Linked DNA regions of Rattus norvegicus: region 2 is linked to region 1. Evidence: chromatin contacts called from public HiChIP or PLAC-seq data. All regions are on one chromosome and are shown on one strand. Each heading gives the region's core, a stretch centred on a gene start, on an enhancer-like site or on the middle of the called end of the contact. The rest is flanking DNA. Distances are from core to core; before and after follow the strand shown. Region 1 has its middle 12 kb from the start of Cep63. Region 2 holds the start of Amotl2 (angiomotin like 2).

The links. HiChIP or PLAC-seq counts read pairs in DNA pulled down with a chosen protein or histone mark.
Region 2: an H3K27ac HiChIP or PLAC-seq map of oligodendrocytes shows a contact between it and region 1, with 9 times the contacts expected there. The contact joins the promoter of Amotl2 here to the enhancer-like site in region 1. A contact is called at or near these places in 11 of 12 Hi-C or Micro-C datasets (the A7r5 cell line, the Rat2 cell line, Schwann cells and 6 more) and 1 of 1 datasets of contacts at active chromatin or transcription factors (oligodendrocytes).

The regions. Positions count from the first base shown.
Region 1 is chr8:112,095,210-112,098,146 of GRCr8, forward strand. No RefSeq gene overlaps it. Among named protein-coding and RNA genes, the nearest start is that of Cep63, 12 kb to the left of the region's middle. Within about 2 kb of position 1,557, at least 5 of the 93 cell types and tissues checked have an H3K27ac peak or open chromatin away from gene starts, as enhancers often do.
Region 2 is chr8:112,180,980-112,184,125 of GRCr8, forward strand. Amotl2 (angiomotin like 2) reads left to right here and starts at 1,647. Exons shown (of 10, transcript NM_031717.1): 1 at 1,647-1,734.

The DNA.
Region 1 (2,937 bases), core at 307-2,806:
AGCAGGGGCCGCTCGACTCCTTTTTAAAATTTTGTGTCTGGTTCCTAATGCCTTCCTGTACCAAAGTCCCTCAGTGAACCCAGTGGAAGCAGCAAGTCCTGAGGGGGCTGGCCCAGAAGGGCAGCTGGGACTCAGATGATGGACACTTCTAGTCTGCCTCTGCCCCTGAGCCAGCCAGCTCTGCACTCTCAGAAGCATGCATTTAGACTAACGCTTCACCTTTCTTATCCTGAACCTTTCAAGCGCTTGTTAAAGCGTTTTCATCTTGCAATGGATTCCGAACGTTATGTAGCTAGCTAATCCACAGCAGCCATCAGTCAGGGTTCCATGTTGACTAGAGAGGAGTAACCCAAACGTCACTACATTGGGAGGGCGAGCATTCAAGGTTCCGTATCAGCAGACTTTAAAGCACTAGAAAAGCAGGCAGATCCCAGAGAAGCAGAGCAGAGAACTAGGGCGAGCTCCTTAGCGACCGCCCGGGGCCGCATACAAGGGACTTCAGGGCCCTCTCAAGGTCTCCCAAGGCGGTTGCAGATTGAATTCTGGAAGGCTTGCCTGAGTGACCATGGGATAAGGGGCAGGTAAGATTCTGTAAGCTGAGCAGGACAGGTGCTCGGACAGCTAAGAGCACTTGAGGCAAGGTAATCATGTGACTCCGGGGCATGTCCTAACTGCAGTTTCCCTTGGCTCTTAGCCAATGACTATGTAACCTTCTCTAGCCCTGTCTCAGAGTAGACCCTTTGACCCAAATAAGGTATGAAAAGTACAATGACAGCTGGGGACAGTGCTCAACTCCTCCGTCCATTACTGCTGCTCAGTAGTATGAAGACTTTATGCCTGTTTTTCTTTAGATTGTTTTACTCAGTTGGTTAAATATATGCAAGAACTATTTCTGTGGCTCAAATTTGGACTAATCATAGCCGTTTCCTTTGTTTTCGGCTAATACCGCTCTGAGAGGTGATTGTGCCTGGGCAGAAAAACATGCTCGCACACACACTCATTAGCTGGGTTTGCTGGGGGCAGGAAAAGGGGACAAAGGGTAGAGAGCTCAAAAATACCAAATGACTGGAGAGGAAATGAGAGAGGGTGATGTGAAAAGCCCGTCCCTGTCATCCACGTCTTCCCTGGTGACTCAGACCCCCTTTATGGAGATGCCATCACCCAAGGGCAAAAAAGACTTTCCTCCACCCATACTCTGGTCTTGCCTTCGCTCTTCCGGACGTTCTGCCCCCAGATTCCATGCCACCTGCCTTCTAAATGCTACTCACTAAGTGGCAGCCATGCTGGTAACTGGCGGACTTTCTGCCAAACCACCAGTGAGTTTGCCGTAAGGCCTGCCCTTGACTGAGACCCCTTGTGGTCTGATCCGTCTTCTTTCAAGGCTCTTGCATTCCCAGCCTCTCTCCTTCCAGGCTCTATTCCCACAGCCGTGGTGATTTTAGGAGATGTACCTACCTCTCCACACACCCTGCTCTCACCCAAGCTGTCCCGGATCTGGGGAGGTAAAGGGACTCTTGGGAGTCTTGGGAATACAGGCTCCAGGCATCAGAGCCCTACACTGGGCTCAGGACACTCATGGCAGAAGCTGGTCCTTGTTTCCCCACGGGCTTTTCTCACCCTGTATCTTTCTCTCAGTCCGTCAGCCATCTTCCCATAATATTTGTTTGGGTTTTTTTTTTTTTTCTGTCACTTGCTTTTTTTATTATGTTACTGTAACTCTAGCATTTATCTTCTTATCTAAAAGCATTTAACTTCTTTCCCTCCCTGCTTTCATTTTGCAAAGTCTCTGAAATACCTTTCATGTCAGATCCACAGCTCATTTGTTTCCCTTTAATAGTTGCTTATCTAGGGCTGGAGCGATGGCTCAGTGGTTAAGAGCACTGACTGCTCTTCCAGAGGTCCCGAGTTCAATTCCCAGCAACCACATGGTGGCTCACAACCATCTGTGATGGGATCCGAGCCCTCTTCTGGTGTGTCTGAAGACAACTACAGTGTACTCTTATATAAAAAAAAATAAATCTTTTTTAAAAAATAGTTACTTATCTAACATTCTGTATGCATAAAATGTGTGTACAGTAATTAAGAGCACAGACCTTGAAACAAGACGACTTCGGCTCAAAAACCAAAGCCAGGCAACACTCCAGCTGTACAACCCCTCACAGGTTATTACCTCACTAAACCCAGGTCTCCTTGAAACCAAGATTGACAGTACACCTACATCACGCACTTCTCAGGTTAAATGAGGCAGTGCAGGTGATGTATTTGAGCAGATTGGGACCCAGGACAAACACCTGAAACCTGACCTGTCGCTTGTTATCAATATAATGCGATAGGCATTTCAAAGGCATCCTATATTAAACTGTGGAGTCCAAATATATCTCGTGGCCTTTAGAGATGTCAAGGTTAAGCAGCAATAACTCAGAAGGCAGAAGACCTGGGTGGGAGTTCTCTCTTAAGGGAACTACACTGGGGTTTGAACCCAGGACCTTCCATTTTGCTCAGGAAGCACTCTACCCCTGAGCTCCAGCCCCTGCCTGACTCTGGTTTTAAGATCTAGTTGACCCCTTGCTGATCTTGGGACCAGGAGGAGTCTGTCAACTTTTCTCGGCCTTCTGGAATCAAAGAGTAAAAATGCATTCAACACTCCACGGTAGCTTAAAGAATGATAATCATTTAAGTTAAGCATCCAGACTTCATTTCCTGCATACATTTTTTCTCAAATTGATGTTTCAACAGCTCTTGGTGTGGGTGCTGTTGATATGTTTGTGTGTGCGTGGCTGACTATGAATTTACATAAATGTGTTTTAAGCAGTCTGGAAGGAAAGACAACAAGCCTATGGGCAAGGGTCACATCCAGGGATAAGAGTTGACAGGCTGAGAAAGGAAATTCCACAGCTAGCATTCTGAAAAAGTGGTGGCTCTTTGGATAATTTTTTT
Region 2 (3,146 bases), core at 397-2,896, 86 kb after region 1:
ATACACACATTTTCTTTTGGTTTTAGACTTTTATTTACTTCATCTTATAGGTATGCTATACTTTGCTTGCATGTGTGATCGACAACCACGTGGGTGCCTGGTACCAGCATAATTCAGAACTGCCTATCAGATAGCCTGGAACTGGAGTTACAGATGCTTGTGAACCACCAGGTGGGTGCTGGGACCCGTAGGCACATCCTTTGTAAAGGCAGCAAGGGTGGTTAACTCCTAAGGAATCCCCGCCACACACACACACACACACACACACACACACACACACACTCTTAAAGGAAAGCTTTATGCAAAACTAGTCACATCCCTGGCTATTGAGTTTGAAAGGTTTCCCATCCTTGGTCTACTCCAGCAAAGTTGGGAATTGAGATCGCTGTGCTGAGGAAAGGAGGGGAGGACCTGGCCAGCCCACGGCAGAAATCTAGGCCGATTCTAGGTGAATGGGATTGAGGAAGGAATGCATGCCGACCGGGAGCTCTAACCAGAGGAGGGAGGAGGAGGGGAGTCAGAAATGACAGACAGAGGAGTCCATTCCACACTAAAGTAGAACACCAGAAGCCAGAGAAGGGGAAGACAAAGAGGGCTGGCTAGGTGTAGACAAATTGGAAAAGATTGGAACTGGGGACAGGTAGGTGGAAGCAGAGACTCTCTGGGCCCGCCTTATCAGGCTAGGGTACCCGGATTCCGAAGACCAAGAAAAGAGTCCTGGCTTCATCAGCTATTCTCTGTGTGACCCTAGGTAAGTTATTAAACTCTCTGAGCCTTGGTTTCTTATTTATTACAGAGATAATGAGAGCACGGTTGGAGAGTGACTAGAATCTTATGGCCGAGTAAAGAGCAAGTGGTGACCCGCCTTGTGCTTGACTTAAAGCTGAACGGAGCTGGGGAGAAGTTAGAGAGAGTGCCCAGTGAGTGGCTGATTCATTTGGGTAGTGGGTTAAATCCACCAGATTTTCAACCCAGATTCACACACTTCCTGTAGAGGCGGGATCTAAAAGAGCTGGCGAAGGTGTTTGTAAACAATAAAAGTGCAATTCAAAGTTTGCCGCTGGGGGGTGAAATAGTAGGGGTTAGGAAAGAGGCTGGGCAGCTGCGGGCCGAAGCATCGGTTGGTTCGCCTGCAACACGGCCCAAGCTGGGCGGATGTAAAGTGCTTTGCAGTCCTCCCGCCATCTCCAAAAAGCCACAGACCCCTCTTGCAGCCACCACCGGGCGTTCGAGGCTTATCCCTGGAAGTCGTCCCTCGGTGCATGTAAGGATGACGGGTGAGAACCGGGTGCGGACAGTGGTGGGGCGATCTTGGGACCAGTTGGTTAAGACACCCCCAACAGCTAGGACAGCAAGGCAGAAGGCAGGGAATGCCGTACGGCCCCAGAGCCCAGGGTGGCACAAGGGGACAAGGCTGAGGCCAGCCCAGCCGCCGGCCGCAGCGCCGCCTCCCCGGAGGAAGGCGGGGGCTGGGCCAGGAGGCGGGGGGAGGCGGAGAGCGGAGGAGGGCGGCGCGCTGAGAGGTTATTTGTGGTTCGCTTTGATCCCGAGGGGGAACCTGAAACTCTCACATTCCTGGCATAGCAGCCGCCTCCAGCGCGGGCTGACCTAGAGGCTGCGCACTGGGGCGCGAGCAAGCAGATCGTCGGCGCCACCGACGAGTGCGCACCTCCGTTGCCGACCGTACCTAAGCCGAACCCGGTCTGCGTGCGCCGGCAGCCGCGGGCCGCAGCGGTAAGCAAGGCGCCTGGCGCTCCGGGTAGTGCGCGAAGCCTGCGGGGACGCTTCCCAGCGGCACCCGGACACCGCGATCAGCCCGACTCTTTCTGGAGATCGGAGCTGGAGTGGAGGAGCCTCCCCGGGGAGGGGACACTGTGCACCCTTTCGAGGATTGATCCTGGGTGTCTGTCTAGCCTAGGCTGCTCGCGCTTTTGTGGGGGTGAGGACACGATTCTCCGACCCACTGGGGCTGGAGGAAGGACAGAGGATCAGTGTTTGGGAGTGTGCGTCTCGTACGGGGCAAGTGAATAGCTGCTGTAGGCATATCTCGCCGAATACGGGGTCACCGTGATTGCTTTGTCTAGATTGGGGATACAGGTGGCTTTTACCGTCAGCTAGATCAAGAATTCCTCTTTGTCTTCCTTGGAAAATCCTCTCCGGAGCCACGAACTGGCTCTCACTTAGAAAGAATGCAGCCTGCTGTCCAGTCCGGTGACGTCAGCGCTGAAGTATTTGGAAAACAAAGAGGGTTAGGGAGAGAGGCGGACCCGCGATGCTTAAAGACCTCTCGCGGGTGTGGGTTTTGCTTGCCCGGGGCACTCGGGCAACCACCAGTGCTAGTGGTCCACCTCGGTGGAGGTGGGAAACGCGGGAACCCTGGTCTGGCTGACTTAGAGACTAGCGTTGGTTCTTTTTGCTGGAGGGAGCCCGAGCCAAGGCCAGAGAAGCATGTTTGCTTAGAAAGGTAGCTGGTTTTCCGAGTGCAGTGTTCCAGAGCAGCCCAGGTACAACGTCCGAGTAAGGAAGCTGATTTTTAGAAATTGCTCAACCCTAAGAATTTGAAAGATTGTGCATCTAGGGGATTAGATTGGGACGTGTGTGTGATGAGAGGCCTCGGAAATGTTCCGTGCTCCCGGGGAGCCTGGCTCATAGTTGGCGCGCCTGGAATCTGTCGGGAAGGCTTTGCATTCCTTCTAGCCGCTCCCGGATCCTCCTTAGCGGGAGTCAGCCCAGACAGTGATTAACGTAGGAAATGCCGCGTAGAAAAAGCTGCGTGCGAACAGTCTCAAGTCTTACACATTGTAGGGTGCAGCTGGGGTGGGGGTGGGGGTATTAGTTGCCGGCTTGGGTGCCCTCGGGGCTCATTACCAACATACCATTCAGGGCTCTGCCAACACATCATTCCCAAAGTGGGGCTGCACACTGGGGATAGCACGGAAGAGAAAGGGGCCACATCCCCACGAGCCCTTCCTTCGTCTTCCCCCTCACCTCATTACCCCATCAACTGGCATAGGTGGTCGTTACTAATATCAACAGAGATACAGAGGGTCATCCCCTGTGTACCTCTAGGGTACAAGTAGAGGCTTTTCTAAGTTTGTATGTGTGTGTGTGTGAAGAAAGGAGGAGGAGGATCAATATTTTGCTGG